Linked DNA regions of Triticum aestivum: region 1 is linked to region 2. Evidence: chromatin contacts called from public Hi-C data. All regions are on one chromosome and are shown on one strand. The core of a region is the stretch at or near the end of the contact, and the rest is flanking DNA. Distances in the headings are between cores, read along the strand shown.

Evidence for each region. A called contact is a pair of places that touch in the nucleus more often than the background predicts.
Region 1: a Hi-C map of leaf shows a contact between it and region 2, with 4 times the contacts expected there. The contact joins the promoter of LOC123147944 here to the promoter of LOC123146925 in region 2. A contact is called at or near these places in 2 of 5 Hi-C or Micro-C datasets (both in leaf).

The regions. Positions count from the first base shown.
Region 1 is chr7A:519,973,086-519,975,785 of IWGSC CS RefSeq v2.1, reverse strand. LOC123147944 (CBL-interacting protein kinase 25) reads left to right here and starts at 1,358. Exons shown (of 1, transcript XM_044567277.1): 1 at 1,358-2,700. The coding sequence starts at 1,442.
Region 2 is chr7A:519,293,071-519,295,770 of IWGSC CS RefSeq v2.1, reverse strand. It overlaps LOC123146925 (peroxidase P7), which reads right to left and starts at 1,266. Exons shown (of 2, transcript XM_044566183.1): 1 at 921-1,266; 2 at 1-824. The coding sequence starts at 1,145. The coding sequence ends at 72.

The sequences.
Region 1 (2,700 bases), core at 109-2,608, 680 kb before region 2:
CGTCCTACTTGATTAATACTGATGATATGGGTAGTACAAGAGTAAATCTACCACGAGATCAAGGAGGCTAAACCCTAGAAGCTAGCCTACGGTATGATTGTTGTATATGGAGTTGATTGCCTACGGACTACAACCCTCCGGTTTATATAGACACCGGATAGGGTTAGGGTTACATAGAGTCGGTTACAATGGTAGGAGATCTTAAATATCCGCATCGCCAAGCTTGCCTTCCACGCCAAGGAAAGTCCCATCCGGACACGGGACGAAGTCTTCAATCTTGTATCTTCATAGTCCAGGAGTCCGGCTGAAGGTATAGTCCGGCTACCCGAACACCCCCTAATCCAGGACTCCCTCAGTCTTTTATTGTCAAAAAAAAATCTCTAAAAAGTTTCGTGGCATTTGGATTTCGTTTGGTACTGATATTCTAAAAAACCAAAAACAAGCAAAAAACAACAACTGACACTGGGCACTAAGTTAATAGGTTAGTCTCAAGAAATGATATATAATTGCTTGAAAATGTATATAAAATATCCAAGATTGATGCTATAATAGCATTGAATAATAAAAAATTATAGATATATTGGAGACATATCAACACTACCCCTTTAGATCTTAATGCTTTCCGTGGACCCAAGCTATTATCCTTCTTCGTCCAATCCGACAACTTTCTCTTTCGAGTGCCCGGTCCATTGGCATCAGCGGTAATCTGCTTTAGGTGGAGTAGTCGATGACATGTCAAATGTGCCTTGTTCCTCTCCTATGGCTGCCTTTCGGCGACACTCGTCCAGGTTCTAGGGTGAACATGTCCATCTATGACGGTGCATCGCCTTTCGAGCCAGGCGAGGAGGCAGTGGCCTTCTTCGACAATGGATCTGGATGGTTGTGTTGCATAGGGCCCATAATTTGGTGATGGTGTACCTTTTCATCGACGTCGGTCTTTTCTTCTCCTGAGCCGGCATTCTCCATTCCTTCATGATTTGTTCGTGCAAGAGGACCTCGTCATCTCCAAGCAATGTGTTTCTTCTCGTTCAATTTTAGCTTGTTGTATACAGTCGTCCCGGTTATATTAGATTATCTTAGAATTGTAGGTAGTTTGGAGCGGTGCAAAGAATCAAAACAAACCTAGGGGCAAACACACTCAAATTCTTATCAGCGCCCTGCATACACAAACAACTCTCGTGTAGCCTCATGGAATTCCCTAGGTGGAATAGAATATGCCAGTTTCCTCGAGATTCGTGCAAGAGAGCGATCTAAGAAATCCCGCACAGGGGCCTGCGTGGGAGGTGTACTGAGGCTTGGACTGATTTTTTCCCCAGTAAACCGGTCAGCCCTAAAGACTTCCTATTTAGTTCGGCGGATCCCCCAATCCTCTACTCGCCTCCACCCAAATACTCCAGGACAGAAAACTTCGAACGCCCGCCCAAGAAGCGGCGACGGCGCCATGGGGGATCGGCCAAAGCTCCCTGCCCGCTACGAGCAGGTGAAGCTGCTCGGCGAGGGTAATTTCGCCAAGGTCTACCTGGCGCGGCACATGGATACGAAGGAGGAGGTGGCAATCAAGGTGATGGACAAGGAGAAGCTCATCAAGTTGGGCGCCGTTCAACAGATCAAGCGCGAGATCGCCGTGATGCGCCGGCTGCGGCACCCCAACATCGTGCAGCTGCACAAGGTGATGGCGTGCAAGTCCCGTATCTTCGTCGTCATGGAGTACGTCCGCGGTGGCCCGCTCTACCGCCACATCCCCGCCAACGGCGGCCTCAAGGAGGACGAGACGCGCCGCATCTTCCAGCAGCTCGTCTCGGCACTCACCTTCTGCCACGCGCAGGGCGTGTACCATCGCGACATCAAGCCCGACAACCTCCTCGTCGACGAGCACGGCAATCTCAAGGTCGCCGACTTCGGGCTGTCCGCCCACGCCGACACGGCTCGCCGGGAGGCGCTCCTCCACACCGTCTGCGGCACGCCCCTGTACGTCCCTCCGGAGGTGTTCGCGCGCCGGGGCTACGATGGTGCCAAGGCGGACGCCTGGTCCTGCGGCATCGTCCTCTTCGTGCTCGCCGCCGGCCGCAAGCCCTTCCGCGACGACGACTTCATCACGCTATACAGGACAATCTGCCGCGGTGACTACCGCTGCCCACGCACCTTCAGCCCCGAACTGGTACGCATAGTACGCCGCCTCCTCCAACCAAACCCAGCGCACCGGATCACACTACTGCAAATCAAGGAAACAGATTGGTTCAAGAAGGGCTTCAAGGAAATAAGTTTCTATATCGACAACAAGGACTGCCTGCGCAGCCTTGATGGCTCCGAAGAGCCTGATCTCTGTGACTCTGACTCCGAGGACGAGACTGCCATGTCTTCATCATCCTCCGGCTCTTCCTCTCCGGTGGCTCATGGCGATGGCGGCGGCATGCACACCTCGGTTTCAGCACCGTCGCTTGTAAATCTGGAGAAGATGCACATTGCTGCAGCCTGTGCCCCTGAGCCGCGTATAAGACGGATCAAGAGTATGAACGCGTTCGACATTATCGCCTCCTCGCCAAGCTTCGATCTGTCCGGGCTGTTCGAGGAGCGCGGCGAGCAGTTGCGTTTCGTGTCCAGCGCGCCAGTGAACACCATCATCAAGAAGCTGGAGGAGATCGCCGGGCAAGTTAGCTTCACGGCGCGCACCAAGGATTGCCAGGTGAGCTTCGAGGCGAC
Region 2 (2,700 bases), core at 17-2,516:
ACACAAATTAAACCAAAAAACGAGGGGACTGCACTTGACGTACGTCTTGAGAGCAAATCATTAGATCATCGCTAGTTGACCATCTTGCAATTGAGCCTGACCTCCACCGTGGTCCCCTTGGACGGGCGTATGTTCCCCATCTTTACCATGGCCTTGGCGAAGTCCTTGGCGAACTTCTTACCGTCCCTGCTGTACATCTCCACAAGATCGTCCTGCCGCCCGCCGGAGCCGTAGAGTGCTTGGTCGGAGCTGAGGAGGCCACGCCGCGCGATCAGATCTTTGTAGTAGGCGTTGTCGAATGTCATCGGCGTCTGCTCGTCAAACGGCGCCATGCCACCATCCTCATTGTCGCCGGCGGGGCACGACTGCCGCCTGGTCTCCGCGAAGGAGGGATCGATGTTGGTGTCGCCGTCGCTGCCGTAGACGCGGGCCCTGTAGTTCACGCAGCTGGCCATCCCTACGGTGTGCGCGCCGGAGAGCGCGGTCATGTCGCGGGCGTCGAGGCCGCGCTCCCTGAACGTCGAGACGAGCGACGTGTAGTTGTCGTGTGGGCTGGGGAGGTTCTCGGCGGCGTCCCTGTCGGCGGTGCGAGAGTCCATGCGGCCGAGAGGCATGCTCCAGGCGGGCCCTCCGAGCATGGCGACGGCGTCCCGGGACGCCAGGGCGAGCACGTCGGCGCAGGAGACGGTGGCCGGGCAGTCGTGCTCCAGCACGGACTTGATCTCGTCGATCACCTCGAAGCCTCGGAGGGAAGCGTTCGGCAGCGCGTCCTTCTCGCTCTCGGAGAAGTGCGTGCCGTCGAGGAGGACGGACCCATCGCATCCCTGCCGGAATGTAACGTTTTGCACATCGTAATTAGCTACGGATTAGCAGGAGAACAAGACATGAGTGCAGCGCTGTATAGGTATTTCGGTACGTACGTTGACGAAGCAGTCGTGGAAGAAGAGGCGGAGGAGGGCGGGCGCCACCGCCGGCTCGCTGGCGACCTTGTACGCCATGACCGCCCGCACGACGCGCTGCACGTTGGGGCACGTCTCGTCGTAGTACCTGGCGGAGAGCTTGTGGTCGCCGTTGACGGCCGTGGATGCGACAGCAGCAAAGAGGAGCAATGCAAGCGCGGCCCAGGAGCCCTTGGAGGACGCCATGGCTTGTGATGCCAACGGGCCGATCACCTGATCAGAATATACTCTTGTGACGTGTGAGGAAACTATGCCAACAGCTGTAGTTCTCGAAGCAAGGTGCTTAGCTTGGTTAATTGCTAGCAGGTCGCGGTGATGAGTGCGATGGAGCATGGAATGGAAGCGTGCTTATATAGCTTGGGAGTACGTACGTGACGTGCGTACTGCTTCGATCCGCGTGGTCTCCGGTCTGCATGCTGCCTCGTGCTTGCGGAGGAGAATTCCGACGGGGTCAGGAGTCAGGACCGGCCGGAAGAAGTGGAAAATAAGAGAGGGAATTGGCAAACAAACTGTACAATATTAATATATATGCATGCACTGTACCTGATGCTGCTGGCGGGATTCGTTAGTTTGAATCTTATGGCCATTCGCACGAGTTTCTTGCTCTCTAAATAACAAGACTCCGATTTCAGGCAAGACCAATATAATAAGGAGGGTCTGATTGGTTTCTAGACTAGAACCAATCATTCGCTGACTTTCTGCTATTACGCACGCATGAATATATGAACTTTACGAAGCATGATGGAATTATCTTCAAGGAGAATCTGGGAAAAGCTTATGACAAAGTAAAATGACATTTTCTGCCCAAGCCGTGTGCATAAAAGGCTTCCAGGCAAAATGATGACAGTGGAATTTTTATTTTTTTTGCAGTGATAGCATTGGTGTGAATGCTGACATTGGTCATTGTTTGTAGACCAGAAAACATAGAGATCCTTTGTCGTCCATTCTCTTCAATATTGTTGCGAATCTTTCTCATGGTGCTCATTGGCCAATTGAAGGAGGCCGGCCAAGTTGGTGGCCTCATTCTGTATCTTGTTGGTGGTGGAGTTTTTGGCCTTGCATAACACGACACGATCATCTTCATGGAGCATCGCGCAATTGATTCTTTGTTTGTAGCGACCCGACCTCAGAAGGTCAAGTCTCTGTGCTTAAGTGTCATTCCTGGATCAGTATGCTGACACACACAGTACTCGAGAATTTATAACAGAGGTAAATCACATGTATAAAATAACGTAAATACTATTATCTCAATCCAAATAGCGGAAGTAACAAATGTTGTGAATTCCCATCAACACCAACGGCAAAGTTGAGTGTAGAAATCGTAACCCTAACGTATCACTTACTCGTCGTAAGAAGTCCTGCAACATGAGACGTTGCACCCACAAAGGGTGAGTACATTGAATGTACTAGCAAATTCACACCATAGGAGAATGATGAATAAAGGCTATCACCACATGCATATTTGGCTGGTGGAAAAGCTCTATGGTTATAGTTTTGCGAAAAGCCAATTTTTCCCTACTGCAAAGGAATATATTTTATTTAACTACAAAATTGGTTGAAAATATTGAGAAGGTTCCTCCAACTCAATCCCAAAATAATAATCAATAACCCAATAAATTATTTAAGTAACGTGATGAGATCAATAGGATAATCCAAGTACCAGAGACTCAAGATTGTCCATAACCGGGAACACGGCTAATCATGATTAGTTTGTACACTCTGCAGAGGTTTGCGCACTTTT